Regions from separate parts of the Mus musculus genome. Here region 2 is linked to region 1. Evidence: chromatin contacts called from public promoter capture Hi-C data. All regions are on one chromosome and are shown on one strand. The core of a region is the stretch at or near the end of the contact, and the rest is flanking DNA. Distances in the headings are between cores, read along the strand shown.

Region 1 (7,671 bases), core at 3,768-6,267:
ATAATGCCACAGCTGCAGCTGCACATCCAGACTAGGTATGACCTCAGGTCTGCGTGCTTGATGTGCTGAGAACCGGAGGTAAGTCACAAATAGAGGTTTGGGTGTAGAGAGACAGACCTATACAGAGAGGGATGCCGCCACACTTAGTTCATGGTTTTTTTCTACCATATGCTTGAGTGGCAGGCGTGTTCAGGGTCTATGCTACCAGTGCTGGGGCTGTTCTCTACAGTCCTTGGGCTTCCAGGCCTCAGTTGGGCCAGAAGGAGGTTAGGATCAGAGGAGAGAGTGTATCCTGGGCAGGGGAACAGATAGGGTTTGGACAAGGGCTGAAACTTGTATGCAAAGGGAATGATGAAAAGTATGACTGGTGGGCAGTGTTCACCAAATGCCAGGCCTGGGGTTATAACCCCTGTCCCGAGGGCAATGGGATGGGTCACTTGAGGGTTCTGACCTGGGAAGACCTGGGTGATTCTTTTGAGTTACGGAGCAAGGTCCGTGGCATTGCGAGACACATGAACTGCCAGTGCTGATAATGGAAATCTCTAGGACTTGAAAGAGACATAATGTGGTTTGAAGTACTCAGCGGTGGGCCGTTTGAAAGGCCTGTACTCCTGCTGTGAATATTTATTTATTTGGTTTTTCAAGACAGGGTTTCTCTGTGTAGCCCTGGCTGTCCTGGAACTCACTTTGTAGACCAGGCTGGCCTCGACCTCAGAAATCTGCCTGCCTCTGCCTCCCAAGTGCTGGGATTAAAGGCATGTGCCACCACGCCCGGGTGTGAATTGGGGTCATAAGAGGTATGGTGACCCAGGCCTCTTTACTTCCAGAAAAAATGGCATCCAGGCATTGTAAGTTGTCATGGGGCACCTCTACCCTGGCTAACTAAACCAGCTTAAAGGCTCTAGAGCCGCCTCCAGTGCTCATCCGAATCCATGATCCTTAAACCACCGTTTTACCATTGGGTCTAAGACCCTAAATTTTACATTTCTGGAAGTTCTCAGCTTCTATCTGTACCCAGAATTCTGTCTAGTCCCTGCCTGCCTTGTCTAGACTCCAGACCTATGCTCTCATGCCAGCCACCTAAGTCCCTGCTTAGTGTTCCATGGACCTCTGGATAAGTGAGAACAGTGAGAGCACAGACCACCTATGGCTAGACAGAAAATGTCAGTGCATGGCACTTGCTCTTACTCCTAGGCACACAGCACCCCTTCCAATCCAGTTCCCTCCTCATGATTTCCTAGGTAACTCCTGGACTTTGCCACACTGGGAACTTGGCCAGCTCTCTCATTGAGTCCCCAAGCTTCTGAAGGCTGTATGCTCTCTGCCCGGCCTCTTGTATGTGCAGTGGCTTCTCCAATCTCCTGGCAACGATAGTGCCGCTGTCCCTTGTGCTGAAGCGGAGTTCCCAATGCTGTTAATTGCAGGGGAGGGCTCAGGATGGTCCCTGCTCTCCTCCCATTGAGGACATTAAACTGCTACTACTACTCCCATGCATATTTACCCCAATGGCAAAGCCTACATTCTCCAATCCAGCGTCGCACAGCTGCTTGCAGTGACATTTGTCTTCCATCCTTTCCTTTAGTCCCACCAGCCACTCTTGGAGTTCACTGCTCAAGTGCCCTGGTACTTTCCTTTGGTTCGTGCAGCCTGTGTCTCCAGGCTCAGTCCTTGTTTCCGAACCACTGGAGGTTAGTGAGTTCACTTGAGTATAAGATTCTTGAGGTCAGAATAGGCTACAAAACACTAAAGGGAGAAAGAAAAGGAAAAAAAGTCTAGACCCAGGGAAGGCTACTCAAGGGGTGGAAAGGTCGGTACATAAAACCAGAGCCCCCTAGCACATGTCAGACCATGGCAATGAGCTTCCTCTTTGACCCTGGGACTGGGAGGCAGAGATAGATCCTTTGTGTTTACTGGCAAGCCAGCCTAGTCTGTCGGATAATTCAATAGCATACATAGGGTGCTGGGTATGGGGCCACACGCCTTTAATGCCAGCACCCAGGAGGCAGAGGCAGGTGGGTTACATGTTAAGACCCTGTCAATAAACCCAACGATGGCGGGTGGATCTCTGTGCGTTCAAGGCAAAAGCCAGCCTGGTCTACAGAGTGACTCCTAGGACAGCCAGGGCTACACAGTGAAACCTTGTCTTGAGAACAACAGGAAAAGTTGGATGTCGAAGCTGGCTGTAGAAGATTATACCTAAAATTTTGAAGCGTGGAGATTGCTGTGAGTGGACAGCCTGGACTGCATCATTCCAGGACAGCATCATCTACAGAGTAAAATCCTGCCTCAACCCAAAAAGTTGCCAGCTACTATGGTAGTACTATGAGCTAGCACTTAAAGGTGGAGGCAGGTTGGCACGCTTTTAATCCCAGCAGTTTGTAGGCAGAGACAGGTGGATCTCTTGACTTTGAGGCCTGCCTGGTCTACAGAGCAAATTCCTGGACAGATTGGACTGACTACAAAGAAAACCTGCCTTGACCAAAAAGCAAGAGGATCAACACCAGCTACTGCGTAGTAAATGTGAGGTCAGCATGAACTATGTGAGAGCTTGTCTCAAAAAATAACCAATACAGGACCGGAGAGATATCTCAGTAGTTCTAGTCCCAGAAATCTGCATGAGAGCTCACAATTGTAACTCCAGTTCCAGGATGCTTTCAGTACATATATGTTCATGTAGGCAAAACACATAAAATTCTTAAATAGCTGGCATAGGTCTAGGGAGCTGAGTAAATGCATAAAGATGACAGCCTGGATTTGGTTTCCTGGGACCAGAGAGCACAGACTCCTGGAAGTTGTACTCTGACCTCCACAAGGATGCTGTGGCAAGTGTGTGGGTATATCTACGCTGACAGTTACACCCACACGCATAAATGTAAGCACTCTAAAGCAGGGCTGTGACCTGGAACACCAGCACTGTGTGTATGGAGAAGTGGTCGTAGAGATGAGGATCGCTGGGGCTGGTTGACTGCCAAGCTGCTTTCAGGTTCAGTGAGACACTGCCTGGGGATTAAGGTGGAGAGCAACAGCAGGTTATTAACCATCCCTTGGCCTCTGCTCACACAAGCACAAGGGCCTTGACTATTCCTCAGCCTCGGTGTCTTGAGGCATTCTGACTAAGCTCAGTCAGCCCTATAACTTCTGGTAATTGGTATTCATTTACTCTTTTTCACTGCAAGAGACTCAGATTCTACCCAGTACCTCTGCCCATCATAGCAGGTTCTGCATAGCAGCTCACTGGGAATATTGTGGGACAATGGTGCCCTCTGCCGGCAGAGGTGGCAGATACGGTTTATATTGACAGAAAATCACTTGGCTATCTTTATTAAATCTCTGGTCAGGGCAGTGGGAACACGTGACTGTACACACACACACACCTCCCTCATTGAATAAAGTAATAGGGTCAAGTTTCTGGGCATTAGATTTCTTTTTGTAATGATAGGAATCCTTTGACAAAAAAATGACTGAGCGCCTGACTACATGCTAGGTCCTTAGTAAATGAACACAGAATGACAGACTATTGTTAGTGACTACATGTATGAAGAGTATGCTATGTGAGTATGTGTGCAGAGGACTCAACCCAGAGCCTTGTGCATGCCAGGGAGAAAGTTGGGTTGTTTTTGTTTAAAAGATTTATTTTGTGTATTTAAGTATTTTGCCTGAATGTGGGTGTGCTACCATCTTACCTGCCTGGTCAGAGGAGGACATCAGATCCACTGGAAATGGAGTTACAGGGGGCTGTGTGTGCTAGGAGTACCATGTCCTCTGGGTACGTGCTCATTAGCCCCTATTTTGATTTTTTTTTGTTTTGTTTTTTTGTTTTTTGAGACAGGGTTTCTCTGTGTAGCTCTGGCTGTCCTGGAACTCACTTTGTAGACCAGGCTGGCCTCGAACTCAGAAATCCGCCTGCCTCTGCCTCCTGAGTGCTGGGATTAAAGGCGTGCGCCACCACGCCCGGCTTTTGATTTTTTTTGTATTTGAGTATACTGCCACTGTTTCAGAAGAAGGCATTGGATCCAATTACAGATGATTGTGAGCCACCATGTGGTCGCTGGGAATTGAACTCAGGACCTCTGGAAGAGCAGTCAGTACTCTTAACCGCTGAGCCATCTCTCCAGCCCTGATTTTTTTTAAAAAATAATTTTATGTGCATTGATGTTTTGCCTGCATGTATGTCAGATTTCGGCATTACAGACAGTTGTGAGCTGCCATGTGGGTGCTGGGAATTGAATCCAGTTCCTCTGGAAGAGCGGTCGGTGCTCTTAACTGCTGAGCCATCAGGTTTTTTTGTTTGTCTGGCTAGGGTTTTTTGTTGTTGTTGCTTTTTGAAACAGGGCTTCTCTATGTAACCCTGGCTGTCCTGGAACTCAGAAATCTGCCTGCCTCTGCCTCCCAAGTGCTGGGATTGCAGTAGTGCCCTACAGTGCCTTTTTTATTGCTTGTTTTTTGAGGTAGTTCACAATATAGCCCTAACTTTCCTGGAGCTTGCTATATAGGCTCACAGAGATCCACCTGCCTCTACCTTTCCTTGTATCAAAGGAGTACAATAACAGGCTTGGCTCCATCTTTTTTTCCCCTCCCTTTTTGTGAGATGAGATCTCTCTGTAGCCCAAGCTGGCAGGAAACTCACTGTGCCGGTGTCGATCTCCAACTGCACATAATCCTTTTTCCTCAGCCTCTGAAATCTTGAGATTCCTGATGAGTTATCATATCCGGCTGTTGTATTTTATACAGCAGAAAAACATGTCTTGGAGTGTTTAAAATACATTTATTGTATGTACGCCCATGCGAATTTGAATGGCTGTCTTGTAGATCCCAGAGACAGGTCATCGGGCTTGGCGCTGTGTATCTTCACTCGGTAAGCCATGGCACTGGGCCTTAGAACGGTGACAGCTATGGGATCTGGAAGTAGAGCACCCAAGCGTGTGGAGGGTGTGGCGTCAGTTGCTATGGTTCCCTATAGCTCTCAGATCACGTGATTCGGGGCACCTCGGCGCTGTCCTCTGTGGTCTCAGGCCACGTGGTTCCGGGACTGAAAATGGCGGCGGTAGGCAGCCCAGGTTCGCTTGAGTCCGCTCCACGAATAATGCGGCTGGTCGCTGAGTGCAGTCGCTCCGGAGCTCGGGCGGGTGAGCTGCGGCTGCCGCATGGAACGGTAGCCACCCCTGTGTTCATGCCTGTGGGTACACAGGCCACCATGAAGGGTATCACCACGGAGCAGCTGGACTCCCTGGGCTGCCGCATCTGCTTGGGCAACACCTACCATCTGGGGCTGAGGCCGGTGTGTGGATTCGATCTGGGGGGTGGGTGGCGAGGGGGTCTTTGGAAAAGTCTGTTGAGTAAGGCCCACAGTGCCGGGGCTCACCCACACCTGGCCGTGGAGCTGCGGGCACCGCTAACTTTTTCTCCCTCACAGGGACCGGAGCTGATCCGGAAAGCCCAGGGTCTTCACGGCTTCATGAATTGGCCCCACAATCTGCTGACGGTGAGTTGGGGTTGCCGCCCTCGGGCGCTGCGTTGAGGTGAGAGGTCCCCAGTCTCAATCTCCTGACAGCTTCGCTGCGGGGTCTCCCCAGGATAGCGGCGGCTTCCAGATGGTGTCCCTCTTCTCCCTGTCCGAGGTGACGGAGGAGGGCGTCCACTTCCGCTCGCCCTACGATGGAGAAGAGACACTTTTGAGCCCAGAGAGGTCGGTGGAGATCCAGAATGCTCTGGGTAAGAGGAGGGCTTCGAACGCCACGTATGGTTTGGATCGTCTTTGAATTTGGACTCTTTCACCTAACGAAAATAAGGATAGCCGGGCGTGGTGGCGCATGCCTTTAATCCCAGCACTCGGGAGGCAGAGGCAGGCAGATTTCTGAGTTCGAGGCCAGCCTGGTCTACAAAGTGAGCTCCAGGACAGCCAGGGCTACACAGAGAAACCCTGTCTCGAAAAACCAAAAAAAAAAAAAAAGAAAAAAAAGAAAAGAAGGATAAAGAATAGGTCCTGTGTTGGGCATGTGCAAGAGTTAATTAGAGTGTTTTGCCAGTGTCCTGGTCTAGATCCTCACTACAGCAAACAAACAAAACAAACACTTTAAAAAGGAGGGTGGGGGGTGGCGCACACCTTTAATCCCAGCACTTGGGAGGCAGAGCCAGGCGGATTTCTGAGTTTGAGGCCAGCCTGGTCTACAAAGTGAGTTCCAGGACAGCCAGGACTACACAGAGAAACCCTGTCTTGAAAACAACAGAGAGAAAAAGTTGGATGTCAAAGCTGGCAGTAGTAGAATTATACCTAAAATCTTGAAGTGTGGGGGTAGGGAGATTGCTGTGAGTGGACAGCCTGGACTGCAGGGCTCAAAGGAAGACACCCTGTCTCAAAGAAAAAAGAAAAAAAAAAAAAAGACAAAGAAGCTGTTTTCATTTCCTGACAAAACAGAGAACTAATGCCAGTACTGTAAGCACAGTACTGAATACAGAGTCATCCTTTTTTATTTATTGGTTTGTTTTATGTGTATGTATTTTATTATTTACTTATTGTTTATTATTTTGGAGAGGGTCTCACTATGCAGCTTCAGCTGGGCAAGAACTCTCTAGGTAGACTGGTAGACCAGGCTGGCCTCAAACACAGATACACCCGCTTTTGCCTCTCCTCTGGAGTGCTGGCATTAAAGACAGGTGCCACCACACCCAGCTGTTAGTGTTCTTAGTAACAAATTGAATTTAATAAAATATTGGTGACAACAAGATAAGATAGTCATGGTTTGGGCCCCTTATTTCCATCCATGTAGTTTATTTTATTTTGTCTTTTTTTTTTTAAGATTTATTTATTTATTTATTATATGTAAGTACACTGTAGCTGTCTTCAGACACTCCAGAAGAGGGAGTCAGATCTCGTGATCGGATGGTTGTGAGCCACCATGTGGTCGCTGGGATTTGAACTCCTGACCTTCGGAAGAGCAGTCCGGGTGCTCTTACCCACTGAGCCATCTCACCAGCCCCCAATTTTGTCTTATTTTTGAGACAGAGACCTACATAGTCTATGCTGGCCTGGACCTCACTTCTGCTTTAACTGAGGTTGACTTTGAACCCCCGATCCTTTTCTCTCACCTCCAGAGTGGTGGAATTACAGTCAAATGCCATCATTCCTAGTTTTATACTGAGGATCAAGGCTTTTTGTATATTACATGAGCATTCGATTCATTGAGCTACATCTACAGTCCAGGACAGTTTATGTTGTGTAGACTGCACATGGGGCTGGAGCCTTGGAACATAAGCTCCAACTCTTTCCCACTTCTGTACAGACGAGTACAAAAGATCTGCTGGGAACTTTATGTCTGATGTCTCCGGTGCTGGGCACGGGCTTTATCGTAAAGCCTTCTTATGAAACCTGTGTTATTATGCTAAGTGGAGCCAGGACAAGCTTTCGTGACAGGGGCTGCCCTGAGTCCCTGTATCTTCGGATAGCAGGATAAGGTTGCTGTGGTAACACCATGACCAAAAAAAACTGGGGGGAGAAAGGGTTTATTTCATCTTACAAATAGCCCCTCATTAAGGATTTAAGGAAGGTGGTCTCAAACTGAGCCACGTGCTAATCCACCAGCTCTCTGAGCCCTGGCCCTAGTTCTTGTATGTAAATGCAGGCTCTCCCTATACCATGTTGTGTGCACTGAAACACACTCTCTTGTTAGGAGG
Region 2 (7,078 bases), core at 494-2,993, 210 kb before region 1:
AGTTTAAGGCAAGCCAGGTGGTGGTGGCACACGTCTTTAATCCCAGCACTTTCGAGGCAGAGGCAGGCGGATTTCTGGGTTCCAGGCCAGCCTGGTCTACAAAGACAGGGCTACATAGAGAAACCCTGTCTCAAAAAAAAAAAAAATGTCCATGCATTTGAACTTTATGCAATTTGTGAACAGTAATGAGGCTCAGAGTCCTAGGAAGTAGCTTTCCTGTCCCTGAACCATGCAAGCTCCTGACTTCTTACCCTGTCACTGCCAGGAACTGGAGAACTTGAGCAAATGGGGCCTGAACATCTTTTGTGTGTCGGAGTACGCTGGAGGCCGTTCACTCAGCTGTATCATGTATACGATATTCCAGGTGATGTCGAACAGGGAGCTGGCTGGGATCCAAGGGGCTGGGACGGGGCATTGGGGGTCAGCAGGAGTCACTGCTCTGCTCTGGCTCCCAGGAGCGGGACTTACTGAAGAAATTCCACATCCCCGTGGACACCATGATGACATACATGCTGACGCTGGAGGACCACTACCACGCTGACGTGGCCTACCACAACAGCCTGCACGCAGCCGATGTGCTACAGTCCACACATGTGCTGCTGGCCACGCCTGCACTGGATGTGAGTGCCCGCCTCCTCCTGTCTGTCCCTTCATCTCCTCTAGCCCATTTCTCTAATCCTATCTTCTCTTGTTTTTGGGGGGTGCTGTTGCCTATGTGTGGAGGTCAGAGAACAACTTTTGGAACGGAGTTTTCTGCCTTTTTACTATGTAAATCCAGGAACCAGACTCAGTCATGTTTACCTGAGTAGCAAGTTCTTTTACCCAGTGAGCAGTCTTGCTAGTGTCTGTTTTGTTTTACTGGCCTGTGTGTGTGTGTGTGTGTGTGTGTAAGGGGGCACACGGGGCATGTGTGGAGGTCGGAGAACACTCCTTTGTGTCTTACCGTCCCTTTACCTTGTTCCAAGTCAGGATGTCACTTGTTGCCACACATCCCCAGACCAGGCTGGTGTACAGCTCTCATAGAGATCCGCCTGCCTCTGCCTCCTGAATGCTGAGATTAACACCTTCATTTTTGAAACAGGGTCAACCACTGAGTAGGGGAGATTGGCCAGGGGCCCCAGGGACGCAGCCCTCTCTCAAAGCTGAAATTGCAAGATCAGCCCACAGGCCTGGCTTTTTAATGTGGGGTGTGGGTTTGAAGCTCAGGTCGTCATGCTTGCGTAGCCAGCACTTTACTGGTTCAGCGATCATCTGCCCAGACACTACATCTATCTTTCTCTTCCTCTTCTTTCTGGAGTCCCATCTTCCTCATCTCTGTCTGGGCTGTCCCTTTTGTGTGTCCCCTCTGTGTCAGACTCTGCCTCTCTCTCACTTCTTCTCCCTGCCCCCAGGCCGTGTTCACAGACCTGGAGATTCTTGCTGCTCTCTTCGCTGCTGCCATCCATGACGTGGACCACCCTGGCGTCTCCAACCAGTTCCTAATCAACACCAGTGAGTGGCTTTTCAGGGCGGAGACAGTTAGGCTCAGGGCGTGGCCATTTGGCCTAGAAGCAACATCTGGTTGAATGGAGGTGGGAATAGCCCCTCACGTTGGGATGAAAGTATGGAGGTGGTCTAGCTGGAACCGGGGCTGGTCAGGATGAAGGTGGAGCCTGTGTTGTAGAGATTAGACCACCTGGGCTAGGGGAGGAGCTGGCAAGGCTAGCTTTGGGGCTTAATATATTGATGGGAAACAACCTGCCTGTGAACCTGGTTTATGGGGCGTGAAATTAAACCAACTGAGCTAGGGGTGGAGCCAGCCAGGTGGGGGCGGGGCTTGTGAGGATGGGATGGGCCCGCTAGGCTAAGGGTGAGGACGGCCAGAGGAGGATTGGAGCAGGAACAGTCTAGGCGCCTGATGCTTGGTTTATTTGGTGAAGCACCGATGTGGCAGAGGAGGGGGCTGGGACTAGTCAGTCTGAAAATGAAGCCAACTGGAGACTGGGCGCGCACGGGGCGGGGCTTGGTACCCAGGTGGTACCACGTGGTACTCTGCAGATTCGGAGCTGGCATTGATGTACAACGATGAGTCTGTGCTTGAGAACCACCACCTGGCTGTGGGATTCAAGCTGCTGCAAGAAGAGAACTGCGACATCTTCCAGAACCTCAGCAAGCGCCAGCGGCAGAGCCTGCGCAAGATGGTCATCGACATGGTGGGCGGGGCCAGCGCTGTGGGTGGGGCTTGGTGGCGGGGCGGGCCTTAAGAACCCTGCAGTTTGGCAAAGGAAAATAAATCTAGGGCCAGGGTAGGTAACAGAGTGGATGTCAGGGGGAGGGTGGGCAAGCTTTCTTCCCTGACTTGACATATCTTGCTTTTAGGTGCTGGCCACAGACATGTCCAAGCACATGACCCTTCTGGCTGACCTGAAGACTATGGTAGAGACGAAGAAAGTGACCAGCTCTGGAGTTCTCTTGCTGGACAACTACTCTGACCGTATCCAGGTGCCCCAGATGCCCTCTTCCTCGTTCGTGATTGCCTCTCCCATCTTCCCTTTCCAACACATGCCCCTCCTTCCTCTGTCAATTCCCATATGTCTCTTTCTCAACCTCTTCCGTCTCTCTCCAACCCTCTCCCCTGACGTACCCCACTCAGCTTCTCTCACCACACACCCATCTTGCCCCAGCTGTCTCTCACCTCTCTCCATTTCCCTCACACTTCTTGCCTCAGCTTTCTCCTTCACTCCAATTCACCTGCCCAGCACACACATACACAGACACGCATACACACACATGCATTTGTGCATTAGCGCGCGCGCACATACACACACACACACACACATACACATTCAGGCATACAAGCACATGGAGTTAAGAAAACCTTAGGCCTAGTGAGCACCCTTAATCCCAGCATTCCAAAAGTAGAGACTGGAGGATGGCCACAAGTCCAAAACCAGCTGGGACTCTATTTGGAAACCCCTTTTAAAAAGTCAAATAAAGCCACTAGAAACTAAATCTGAGTGTGCTGTTGCATCCCTGTGTCCCCAGCACTTAGAAGATGGGGGCAGGATCAGAGTTTGAGGTCATCCGCAGCTACATAGCAAGTTCAAGGCCAACCTAAGCTACAGGGGACCCTGTCTCATAAAAAAGACAGGGAGACAGAGAGAGAAGACAGCCAGAGGCCCACAGACTGGGATTCTGCCTGGCCTCTGAAGGCCCCTCCCTGTATTCACCAGGTCCTCAGGAACATGGTGCACTGTGCAGACCTCAGCAATCCCACCAAGCCCCTGGAGCTGTACCGACAATGGACTGATCGCATCATGGCTGAGTTCTTCCAGCAGGGTGACCGAGAACGGGAACGCGGAATGGAGATTAGCCCCATGTGTGACAAGCACACAGCCTCTGTGGAGAAGTCTCAGGTACGGCGGGTACAGGGCCTCGGGACAGCTTACAGGAGTAGCTTGGCCCACCTCTCCAGGACGACAAAATCAGTGTCTGACTCTTTGGTAGTGGGCTCATCGGAGGCAGGTCACTCCCATTTTGCAAAGTTATGTTCACAGATCTCTGGCTAGTCCACCTATCATGGCATCAGTCTGCTGCAAACCAGGCATTTTAAAAACAATGTTTTGTGTGTTGGGAGGGGGGTGGTTTTAGTTTTCTGTTTTACATCTGGACCTTGAACTCACTATAGCCAAGGATAAATTTGAATCTCTGATCTTACTGCCCTACCTCTCTAGCACTGGATCCCGGGCTGCCCCACCACACAGGTTTATACAGTGCTGGGAGTAAAGCCCAAAGCCTCCTGCATGCTAGGCAAGCACGCTCTGCTAACTGAACTACAGCCCCAGTTCCCCTTTATCTTTTTAATAAGTTGTATTGTTAATCTTACTGGGCAAAAATAAGGCCACAATTTTTGAGCCAAATTTGAAGCAAGCTTTATTTAAGACTGGCCGGGTCCATACCTGGGATTCTCAGACTGTGGCACCAAATTACATTAGTCAGAGGCTTATAAAGGCAAAACCCTTATGGCTACACATCTCCTGCTTTTGTCCAAACTGGGGCAAGCATTCATCCTGATAAACTTCAAGCCTCTGTCCCTCCCACCCGCATGTGATCAGGCATCTCCTGTGCGGTTGGGCAACCAAGCTCATTTACAGAAGTAAAACCACGGGGCTTGTGTTCCGTGATTCTCAGCTCCCAACATCCTAGGAAGGTAGCTGTCCTTGGACAAGTGAGGCTTACAGATTAGAGTCATTCTTGTTTTATAGATTCGTTAAGCACAGTCATTTAAACTTAAAACATAACATTGGCCCTCACAGTATCAGTATAGACCTGTGTTTACACTGGGCAAGTGACACACCCGCAGTGCCACCTGCTCTTCTCACCGAAGCAGCAGGTATGTTTTAGCCTAAACGTTTGGGCAAGCTTGGGCATCTTCACAGGATCCTGTGTGTGGGTCAAGGCGCTTGACACATGAAAAGAGAGAAGATCCTACAAGAGTCCTCTGACAGTCATATCTATACCAAAGCATGTGTGGTCCCGAAGTAAATCAAAATTTAGTAAAAATTTAGTAAAAAAAGGGTTTTTTGTTTTCTAATTTTTAGGCTAGGACTCACCATGTATCCCTAGCGAGCCAGGAGTTTACTGTGTAGACCAGGCAGGCCCGGAACTCAGAGATCTGCCTGTCTCAGCTCCCAGTATTGGGATTAAAGGCGAAGTGTGCAGGTGTAAAGGCCTGCACCTGCATTCTTGGCCTTTAATCCCGGTACTTGGGAGACTAGGACAGGGCTGGACAGATAGTTGTTCTTCCAGAGTACCTGGGACCACGCACAAGGGAGATTACAACTGTCAGTATCAATTCTAGTTGCAGGACTCCAACTCCTTCATCTGTCCTCTTTGGACGTCAGGCATCAACATGGTATACATACAAACACACACACACACACACACACACACACACACACACACACACGAAGGCAAACATTCATACACTTAAAATTAAATAAACTGGGTAGTAGTGGCTTATACCTTTAATCCCAGCATTAGTAAGGAAGAAACAGGTGGATCAATGAGTTCGAGGCCAGCCTGGTCAACAGAGCAAGTTCCAGGACAGCCAGGGCTACTCAGAGAAACCCTGTCTCGAAAAACCAACCAAACAAACAAGCAGCAGCAGGCAAGATCTCTGGGAGTACAGGGCCATTCTGGGCTGCAGAGTGAGATCTGGGCCAGCCATGACTATACAATGAGAGTGTCTCAAATAAAAAAACACCAGTTGATATATATGGAACTATTTTTAATGTGTTTGGGTGTTTTGCCTCTGTGTGTGTATGTGTGTGTGTGTGTGTGTGTGTGCCTGCATGTGTGTGCACTGGTCTAGTGCCTGCAGAGGCCAGAAGAGGGCAAGAGGTCATCAGACTTGGAGTAACAGAAGATGGTTGTGAGCCGGGTGTGGTGGCTCACGCCTTTAATCCCAGCACTCGGGAGACAGAGACAGGTGGAGTACCTGGTCTATGGAGTGAGTTCCAGGATAGCCAGGGCTACACAGAGAAACCCTGTCTCAAAAAGCCAAAACAAAGAAAAAAAAAAGAAGAAGAAGATGGTTGTGAGCCACCATGTAGATTCTGGAAGCTGAATTCGTGTTCCTAACTGCTGAGCCCTCTTCCCCAGCCCAGGATGGACTGTTTCAAGTGTTCTGGGCTGGCTAGATGGTTGGATTTTGGGACAGGAGCTCACTGTAGATTAGGCTAACCTTGCACTTGTGGCAGTCCTGCTGCCTCAGCCTCCTGCCTGCTGTATGCACCGCCATCCAGTACTGTTTTCTTGTTGTTTTGGGATAGTGTCTCCTTGTAGTCAGAGCTGGCCTCAGACTCTGTAGGATGACCTTGAACTCCTGACTCCAGTGTCTACTTAGGCAGCACACCACACTCCACCTTTCCCACGTGGTTTTTTTTTTTTTTTTTTTTTTTTTTTTTTTTTTTTTTGTTATTTTGGTTTTTAAGACAGGATCTTGTGCTATAGCTCTGCCCAGCCTGGAACTTACTATGTAGACCAGGCTGCCCTTGAACTCACAGAGACCTTCCAGCCCCTGCTGGGAGTAAAAGCATGCATAACCATAGCCAGCCGTTGATGGGGTTTTGTTTTTGTTTTTGTTTTTAAAGATTTATTTTATTTATGAGTACACTGTAGCTGTCTTCAGACACACCAGAAGAGGGCATCAGATCCCTTTACAGATGGTTGTGAGCCACCATGTGGTTGCTAGGAATTGAACTCAGGTCCTCTGGAAGAGCAGTCAGTGCTCTTAACCACTGAGCCATCTCTCTAGCACTTGTTTTTGTTTTTCATGTCAGGGTTTTTACATGTTAGCCCTGGCTGTCCTCGAACTCTCTGTACACCAGGCTGGTGTAGAACTCAGAGATCCGCCTGCCTCTGCCTCTGCCTCTGCCTCTGCCTCTCTGCCTCTCTGCCTCTCTGCCTCTCTCTCTGCCTCTCTGCCTCTCTGCCTCTCTCTCTGCCTCTCTGCCTCAAGTGGTGGAGCTAAAGGCGCGCACTGCCCTTCTGGCACCAGCAATTGCTGTTAGCATCCTGTCTCATTTGTTTTTCTCATCCTACTTGTCAAGTTTAAAGCAGCAAATGGGTTTTGTGGGCTAGAAGGTGGAAGTGTGTGTGTGTGTGTGTGTGTGTGTGTGTGTGTGTCTACACTACAAGTGTACACATAGGCCAAGGCCAGAATTCAACCTCAGACATCGTCAGAACAGCCATCTTGTTTGTTCAGTGAGGTTTTTTTTTCTTTCTTCCTTTTAATAAATAGTTAACTATGGGGAAGCATTCTTATTTTTAAGATTTATTTATTTACTTTATGCATATGAGTACACTGTAGCTGTCTTCAGACACACCAGAAGAGGACATCAGATCCCATTACAGATGGTTGTGAGCCACCATGTGGTTGCTGGGAATTGAACTCAGGTCCTCTGGAAGAGCAGTCAGTGTTCTTAACCGCTGAGCCATCAACAGCCCTGTTTTGTTTTGTTTTGTTTTTAACTATACTTTACATTTTTATGTGTTTGAGATTTTTGCTTGAATGTATGTTTTCCTGGAGGCCAGA

The links. Promoter capture Hi-C pulls out the DNA fragments that hold promoters and counts their contacts.
Region 2: a contact with region 1 is called in a promoter capture Hi-C map of embryonic stem cells, with 2.6 times the contacts expected there. The contact joins the enhancer-like site here to the promoter of Qtrt1 in region 1. A contact is called at or near these places in 20 of 39 promoter capture datasets (the 3T3-L1 cell line, the C10 cell line, the HPC-7 cell line and 11 more), 6 of 484 Hi-C or Micro-C datasets (DN3 thymocytes, Th2 cells, bone marrow-derived dendritic cells and 3 more), 9 of 115 datasets of contacts at active chromatin or transcription factors (the 230-238 cell line, the NIH/3T3 cell line, astrocytes and 4 more) and 3 of 9 other capture datasets (adipose tissue, liver and pancreatic islet).

Annotation. Positions count from the first base shown.
Region 1 is chr9:21,406,820-21,414,490 of GRCm38.p6, forward strand. Qtrt1 (queuine tRNA-ribosyltransferase catalytic subunit 1) reads left to right here and starts at 5,018. Exons shown (of 10, transcript NM_021888.2): 1 at 5,018-5,278; 2 at 5,414-5,482; 3 at 5,574-5,712. The coding sequence starts at 5,036. It overlaps Gm16853 (predicted gene, 16853), which reads right to left and starts at 4,901. Exons shown (of 5, transcript NR_045742.1): 1 at 4,628-4,901; 2 at 1,502-1,743; 3 at 452-548; 4 at 1-117.
Region 2 is chr9:21,202,933-21,210,010 of GRCm38.p6, forward strand. Pde4a (phosphodiesterase 4A, cAMP specific) reads left to right here. Exons shown (of 15, transcript NM_183408.3): 9 at 266-364; 10 at 456-620; 11 at 1,392-1,491; 12 at 2,038-2,192; 13 at 2,359-2,481; 14 at 3,213-3,395. Among named protein-coding and RNA genes, the nearest start is that of Keap1, 33 kb to the right of the region's middle. Within about 2 kb of position 1,744, at least 73 of the 459 cell types and tissues checked have an H3K27ac peak or open chromatin away from gene starts, as enhancers often do. A contact at or near this core is called in the 230-238 cell line, craniofacial prominence and embryonic stem cells, where this site is marked.